2 separate regions of the Mus musculus genome follow, and region 2 is linked to region 1. Evidence: chromatin contacts called from public Micro-C data. All regions are on one chromosome and are shown on one strand. The core of a region is the stretch at or near the end of the contact, and the rest is flanking DNA. Distances in the headings are between cores, read along the strand shown.

Evidence for each region. Hi-C and Micro-C count contacts between places; a contact is called where the count stands out from the background.
Region 2: a contact with region 1 is called in a Micro-C map of embryonic stem cells, with 2.9 times the contacts expected there. The contact joins the promoter of Thbd here to the promoter of AI646519 in region 1. A contact is called at or near these places in 1 of 39 promoter capture datasets (embryonic stem cells), 6 of 484 Hi-C or Micro-C datasets (embryonic stem cells and nephron progenitors) and 1 of 9 other capture datasets (embryonic stem cells).

What each region holds. Positions count from the first base shown.
Region 1 is chr2:147,361,147-147,364,974 of GRCm38.p6, forward strand. AI646519 (expressed sequence AI646519) reads right to left here and starts at 1,647. Exons shown (of 2, transcript NR_040330.1): 1 at 1,205-1,647; 2 at 395-686. It also overlaps a transcript of Pax1 not described here.
Region 2 is chr2:148,406,001-148,409,828 of GRCm38.p6, forward strand. Thbd (thrombomodulin) reads right to left here and starts at 2,188. Exons shown (of 1, transcript NM_009378.3): 1 at 1-2,188. The coding sequence starts at 1,946. The coding sequence ends at 213.

The DNA.
Region 1 (3,828 bases), core at 397-2,896:
TCTTTGAGATCAATTAATCTGTGAGTCTTCCTTCTCCCTATCCTTCCCTTTCATCCCAGTCACTCTCCACTGTCCCCACTGTCCGTGTATCTACCTTGCAGTCTACACTGTTCCATGAGCTAGATTCCTGTAGTCCCCCAAGGCTTTGCCTCCAACGCTTTCTTGCACCTGGCCACATGTCAAACTAAAAAAAAAAAAAAAAAAAGCATTTTCTTATTTTTAAGTGTTGTGTAGTGGTAAAATTGTCCATTGTAAAATGCCCTTAAAGAGTAAAGTAGGCTCTTCTTACACAAAGTCCGTTGCGTAGTCTGTCCTTACACAGAATCCTTACACAAAGTACTCTGAAGTTTGCATTGCTTAAAAAAAAAAAGGACAAAACAAACCAGCACACGAATTTTAAAAGAAAAGAGATCGTTTGTTTGACTTTAATTTCAAACCATGTAACGCACTTCTCAGTGTTCATGAAACAACGAAAGTGCAAGGCCTGAGTCAGGAGAGACTGGAGCAGCGAAACCCAGTTCTACCAGTCCCCGGCTGCTGGAAAACCGACGCAGGCTACTTCAGAGCTGCTCTGCGAAAGCGGCGTGTTTGCTCCTACTCTGGGTTCCTTCCCGGCAGAATCAAGCCGCGCACCTGCGGGTCCAGAGTGGAACTTGCTTCTGCTTGTTTAGTTTATTGCTGGAGACCTGAAATGTGTGAGTCCCGGGGAACAGTCAGCCCGTTGCACGCTTCGTTTGCACCCAAATAACTTCCCCCGCACCACCATCCCATCAAAAATCAAGATGGTGCAGAGAAGTGAAGCTTGGAGATTGACTCATTCAGCCTGAACATTAGGGTCCTCCATTCACGGCTCTGGTGACTCTCTGGCTCTTAGCGACTTTCTCCGCTCCCAGCCTCCAGTCCCCAGAAAGACTCGCTTCTCTTTTAACCTCCTCTTTAACTTCCAACGCCTATGAAGCTTGCCTCACCTTCTTTCTCTGCCCTGGGATACCTGAGCCAGGAACCCTTAGAGACCCTCACCTTAGTCCTCTGGCCCTGTGAGCTTTCAGCACAGGGCGGACCAGGCTTTCGCTGTGTGAGGTTCTCCAGCCCGGGAACTTCCACGTTCCTGGAAACCACTACTCGCTCACTTGGTTGCACGCCGGGCTTAGCGCATGCAATACTATTTTATCAAACCAAAAGTGAAGTATACGAGCTTTCTTACCTTTGCGTGCGCCTCATGGACCATTAGCTGCTCCAGAGCGGTGGAGATAACCAAGCCGCAGCCCGGAAAGTTGAAGAGACACTTTGCCTTCTGCACTCCAACCTTTGCGCCACCTCATCCAGCCAGCTGCGCGGGAACCTGCGCAGCCAAGCCGGGACCGGACCCGACAGGGGGCGACAAACTGTAAGGTTTTTCTGAAGCCTAGACCTGCTGACCACTGTGTGGTCGAGCAGGCACGCAGCTGGCTGTTGAGGAGGGAACATGGTGATGGGGAAGCCTGGCAGGTTCAGTTATTCCAGAGAGCCTGCCGCCACAAGTGCAAATCTCCTAAGTCGCTCCTCCACCTTCTCCTCTCCTGGATCACCAGTGGGCCTTCCTCTAGAGAGTTTGGTGCTGTCTGGACCGAGCTTCTTGCAGAGGAAGCGGCAGACTGAGCAAAGGATAGTTTCATTGAAACAGCTCTCTGTGGCATAGCTAACTTTAGCTACTCTTTGAGCTGGCTTACCGACCCCCCTCCTCCAGCCCTTCAGCCTTTAGCTAGCTACTTTGATGCATTTTTGGGTTAAGGGATAGAAGCTGTTTTTCACACCTAGCGGAGTCAGATGGCAAAGGATCGCACATTTCTTAATATTCCTTGCCTGACTAGAAATCCTGGAAATGAATCTCTAGATTAAAGGCTCTCAAATACCAAATGATCTGAAAAGAATTGAAAGAGAGAAGCCTCAAGGAACTGCCCCCCCCAAGTGCATTCATTCTCTGCTCCTTGCGCTCTCCGCAGCCCCCCACCCCCACCCCACCGAAAGCTCCTACACCTAGCATGCCCACCTTAAATCTATGTTGTTCTCTAGGTCTTTACCGGAAGGCTGCCCTGTTCTAATGGGCCTGGTGTTCCGTGTGTTTACTGTTCTCACTGGGGGGTTGGGGCACCTTCAAGGGTGCACGGGTCCCCCAGACCTCTTCCACATCCCAGCAACCTCTCTGAAACTCTTAGAGCTTGAGCTAGCACTATGTTTATGGGCGGCCAGACAGAGATACCTCTTCTTTCGAATCTCCCAGTTCTCTTTCACAGTTCCCTTCACACCAATCCCAGACTACTGGGTGTTGTACAGTTTCCCTGGAGAGCCAGGAATTTATGGTAAAGGTCCTTCTGACACACATTTGCATGGGTTGAATGCGGTCCATCAAAGTTCCCCTCCCCCAGAAAAGGGAGAAAAGTGGTCAGGGCTTCCAGCGAGGCTCCTGAAGCTATGCTGACAGAGTCAACCTGCAGGAGCCTTTAACAACATCACTGCCCTTGAACACTGAGCAGTCTCCAGGCTGCTCTGAAGAGCTAGAGATGGAGGGATGTGTGTTGGTGAGGAGAGGCATTTTCTTGATTCCTGAGGGGTGGTTTGAACTCCATGGAAGGTCCAGGATTGTGGCTGTTTCCTGGGGTTCCATCAGGCTATTTTGTGACTAGCCCCAAAGCTCTTGGTGTCTACTTGTCTCACCTGGGAATTCCCAGGTCTTGCTCTGCTGGCACGGCATGAGGTGCAGAACTCCATGACCAGCTCATTGCTTCCTTCGGGATTGCTGCCTTTATGAAGGCCAGCTTGGAGGCCCAGCACTGTGCATGGATATGAATTAGAAGAGTTGATTTTTAATACCAGAGCTGAAGGGTCATTTAGCAGAGACCTCTGGAAGACTACTGGTGCCAGGGAATGTCTAGGCCAGACGGATGAGGAAGTGTGTGTGTGTGTGTGTGTGTGTGTGTGTGTGTGTGTGTGTGTGTGGAGTGCGGGCAGGATCTCCTGGCCTGTCTGAAAGAGACTGTCTGGATCTGGAACAGGAGCTCAGCAACCATTATGGTTTTTTGAAGATTGCCCGATTGTTGGGGACAGGAAGCAGCAAGTCTGCCTTTCCTGCTTGTTCCTTGTGTCACTTACTGGAGAGGAATGAGTTCTGGTGGGTGGGCTTTGTCATTCGAGGCAGAACCTGGAATGCTGTGCTCCTTTCGGGTCACTGAAATCACCTCATGTTACTCCAAAGGCACTCCTGTTATGAGTACAGGATGGACAACCATGAGAAATGGGATCTGGGAGAGTCCGCTCCATAAGCCACTGTGGACCACCCTTCCTCGATGCCCCTTCCAAGCTGGACCTCTTTCTTTTCATCTTGGTGGTTCCCCAGGTTCTGTATCCACCTGACCTGTCTCTTCTCCTCAGGGCAGCAGGTGGTGGAGATAGCCACATGCTAAAACACCGTGCCAGGATCAACTTCTACCTTCCAACGGGTTATTAGTAATGGCGGTGGAGGTGATTGTTAATGTATGATCAACTTGAGATGACTCCCCTACCTTTCCTGAAGTAGGTTAGGAAGGCCATAAAAAGCAACAAAGATTGGATGATCCCAGGATCTGGCTTAGGTTTAGGGTGGTGTATATTCCTGGTGTGTATGTGGGTGGGGTGGGGTGTGTGTGTGTGTGGGGGGGGGTAAGGGTTCCGGAGAGGGTAAGAGAAAGGCGGAGGGGGGAAGCCAAGAACTAGGAGGAGGGGTAGAGTTTCTGGGCGGGGAGGGGGACGCCAGGCTCGGTGACGGGAACCAATGAGCTGCCAATTCGTGAGTCTCCAGCGTGACTGTAGAGA
Region 2 (3,828 bases), core at 938-3,437, 1.0 Mb after region 1:
AGTATCTACTTGGAAGAAACTGGGCTGTCCTGCTTCAAGTCCTCCCTACCCTCGCTTGTCCTGAGAGGATGGGCTCTTCTCTGGTTATTATACCAGCCAGGGTGCTTTTAAGTTGCCAGAGAACACAGCTGGGAGGCTGGAGAGAGAGAGAGGAGAGGAGAGGTACAGAGCCCGGAAAGACAAAGGCCACCTGGGTCTCTGGAGCAAATCCCTCAGAACTTCTGCAGCGTCCGATCAGTCCTGACGTGCTGCAGCACTACCTCCTTGGCGGAAGATGCGCACTTGTACTCCAGCTCTGCACGAGCAGCGCCCTGCTTCTTGCGCAGGTGACAGAGAAGCGCCAAAAGCGCCACCACCAGGGACAGGCTGGCAATGGAGATGCCAATGAGCACGCCAGAGTGCACTGGCCTTGCAGAAGGGGGACCTGTCGGAGAGCCTGGCGTAGGGCTGACTGGAGGCTCCCCAGAGCCCTCCTCTTCCTTGGTGTCTTCCCTAACAGGGATGGGGTCACAGTCTTTGCTAATCTGACCAGCAAGGGCTGTGTCAGGCCCGCAGATACACTCATAGGAGCCAGGGAAGTTTCGACATTCACTGGTGAAGCATTCGCCTTGACTGCACTCATCAATGTCCGTGCATACGGAACCCTCGTCCAGGATGAAGCCTTCAGGGCATTCACAAACAGTAGGAGAGTTAGGGTCACAGTCTGCTGGGCACGAAGTTTCATTGCAGAACATTTCGCACTTGTGCGGTTCATCCGGCTTGGGTGCGAAGCCTGGAGCGCAGATGCATCGGTAGTCGGTGGGGCTCACTGGCTGGCACTGAAACTCGCAGTTAGATCCGAAACACGGATCCAGAAGCTCCACGCACTCTCCATCCACCAACTCATAGCCATCATAGCAGAAGCATTCGAAGCCGCCCTTGGTGTTAACACAGAGCTGGGGACATGGATTGGGCCCCTGCTTACAGTCATCCACGTCCTCACACCGGTGTCCGTCTGCAGCCAACTGGTAGCCTGTCTCACACATACAGGAGTAAGAGCCTGGCACTTCAGCGTTGCTGACACAAAAATGCTCGCAGAGTTCGTTGCACGATTGAACCACAGGTCTTGCACACGAACGTCCATCGGCCTGCAGGTCCATGTCTCTGGGGCAGAGGCATCTGGGTTCATTCGTGCTCCTATTGCACAAGTACTCACAGCCACCATTCTCCACGCTGCAATTCCAGGCTCCTGTCGCTTCCCAAGCCCAGTGTCCCTCTGAAGTTCCGGGCGGGGCCCTGCACACCAGCTCCAAGCCAAGGGGCTCCACCGCGGCGGAACTGCCTACCGGCAGCGTTTGAAAGTCCGCACCACTGACCCCGAACGGGGTGTTGTAGGTACTAGAGATGTGGGCAGCCTCAGGATCGCGAGTATTCACCGTCAGAGGCCTGCAGGAAGCTGTGAAGTAAAACTCACAGAGGAAACCCTGGGTCTCAGTCTCGCATGGCTTCTCTTCCCAGGCCGGCTCGCCGGGTGCAGCTTCAGTTGCTGTCGAGACCGTGACGCACAGAGGGCCGCAGAGTGGAGCCGTCTGGTCGTTGGGCCGCGCCCACCTGCTGTAACTGGTGTGGTTATCGCCAGTAACCCACTGGAAGCCGCGCAGGGGCCCGAGATGCACCGGGTCGTCACAGCCCTGCGGGAGCTGTAAACCGATCCAGGGCCCTAAATCCATACTGCTCTGGCTCAGCAGAAGGGAGATGACATCGGCAGCCACTGAGGAGCGCACTGTCATCAAATGTCCTTGCAGGCGCTGGCAGGCCTGGCTGGCATCGAGGAAGGTCGCGGGGCCCTGGAAAAGCGCGAAGCACTCATGCTCCACGCATTGACTGCCTGTGGGCTGCAGCTTGGCTAGTGCGGAGAGCCCCAGGCTAGCTGGAGCCAGCACACCCAGAAAGAAAATCCCAAGCATGCTGTCCAGGGGTGCACCGTGCAAGTTCCGAGAAAAGCTAGCCCTGCGCTGGTGCAGACACCCAGTCCAGGCAGAGGGGTTTCCGTATGCCTGCGGCGACAGCAGCTAGCCTCTATCACAACCTAGACGTTTCTAGCCCAGGCTCCTAGTCCCTGCGAGGCAGCCTCTAACATGCCACTCCGCTGAAGCTCCAGTTTATAAATGCGCGGCCCTCCCTCTTTGCACGTTCGGGAAAAGGAAGGAAGTGCCTGGTGGGAAGGGCTGATGCTGCGTTCTCGGATTACTGGGTTCTCCGGACGCCTTGCGCCCGCCCTCCAGCCTGGGATCACCTCTGCGCGATGAGTTAAAAAGTCTGTCTGGGCGTTGGGAGGCCCTCGGGCGTGGCCTGCAGGCGCCACCACAGAACAGAACTGTGTCAGCAAGACGACAGTTCCTGCCCCAGACTCTCCGGTATAGCCCGCGGGTAGCCTGTGTTTAAACCTCTACACACGTACACACACTCAGACGCGAACACACACACACTCACACTCACACTTCCACATAGATGCTACCAAAGTTTGGAAGATGGTCCGGTTGGTGGGGCAGGGAAAAGAAAAGTCCAGTAGAGGTGTGTCTGAGACTTGCAAGACTCTGAAAAAGGTGAGCTAAATGCAAGGCAGGAACTCAGGAAGCCTGGCTGCATTGACAATCGGAGGTTTAGGTCCCAAATGACCTTGGAGGAGGCCAGGGGAAACAATACTAGGGCAGCAAGAGGAGAGAGTGGTCTAATAACCCCAAACCCTTCTCCAGTCTCCATTCCTCTCCTGTTCTGAGCAGGCATCTCCAAGGCCAGACCCTATCTAGTTGCTTGAGAACATCGTGCAAGTTTTGTCTGGGCTCAGAGATCATGGCCCCCTTTCCCAGTTCAATTCCTGCAGAATCCTCTGGGGAAGGTGTGTTGCGTTCCTTTGTTCTGGTTTGTTTTGTTTTCCTCCAAGCCTATCTCAGACCCCTCAATGAAACTGGCCCCGGGGTGGGGAGGGGGGGAGGGGGCTTTGCAAGGAGACTGTATGAGCTACAATAGAGCCTACTTGGTTCCTTTTGACGTGATCATTTCCATCGTCATTTGAGAGTCTCAAAAGATAGAGGTGCCTACACAATCCGTTTGCTCACAAAGGGCATTGAAGAGGAGTGTCTTGTGGGCAGCTGGGAGGGGAGGAAGGGAATCTGTCACTTAAGACTTTTAGATGCTAAGCACTCACCAAGAATGTGGAGGGCTGTGTTCAAATCAAAGCTTAGCCACCTCCTCCCCACCTCTCTCATCTGCCTATTCCCCAAGCGTGCGCGTCATCACACACACACACACACACACACACACACACACACACACACACCAAGAGGACCCTGCACTCCGTGGCAGTCACTTCCACCCCACTGCCAGGAGGCGGTGCTGTTGAACTCTAGACCAATCCAAGGACAGTAGAGCATTACTTACTACAACTGCTACGGAGCAGCTCAGACTGCCTGGAGCAAAGCTGAAGGTTAGGAAATTCGTCTGTGGGAAGCCTCGCGAAGTTCCCATGGCTTACAAATGAATAGCTTCTCTGGTTCAGTACAGCTCGGACTTTAGATGAGAACAGAAGGCTGCGGTGTCCTCACGTGGAGAAAAACATTCACAGAGGGACGCGTGGCCAAGAGGGTGAAATGAGGCAGGCAGATTTCTGAGTTCGAGGCCAGCCTGGTCTACAAAGTGAGCTCCAGGACAGCCAGGGCTATACAGAGAAACCCTGTCTCAAAAAAACCAAAAAAAAAAAAAAAAAAAAAAAAAAAAAAAAAAAAAAAAGAGGGTGAAATGAAAGCACTGAAATTGTAAAAAGAAGCAGGTGGAACATCCTCCATCTGC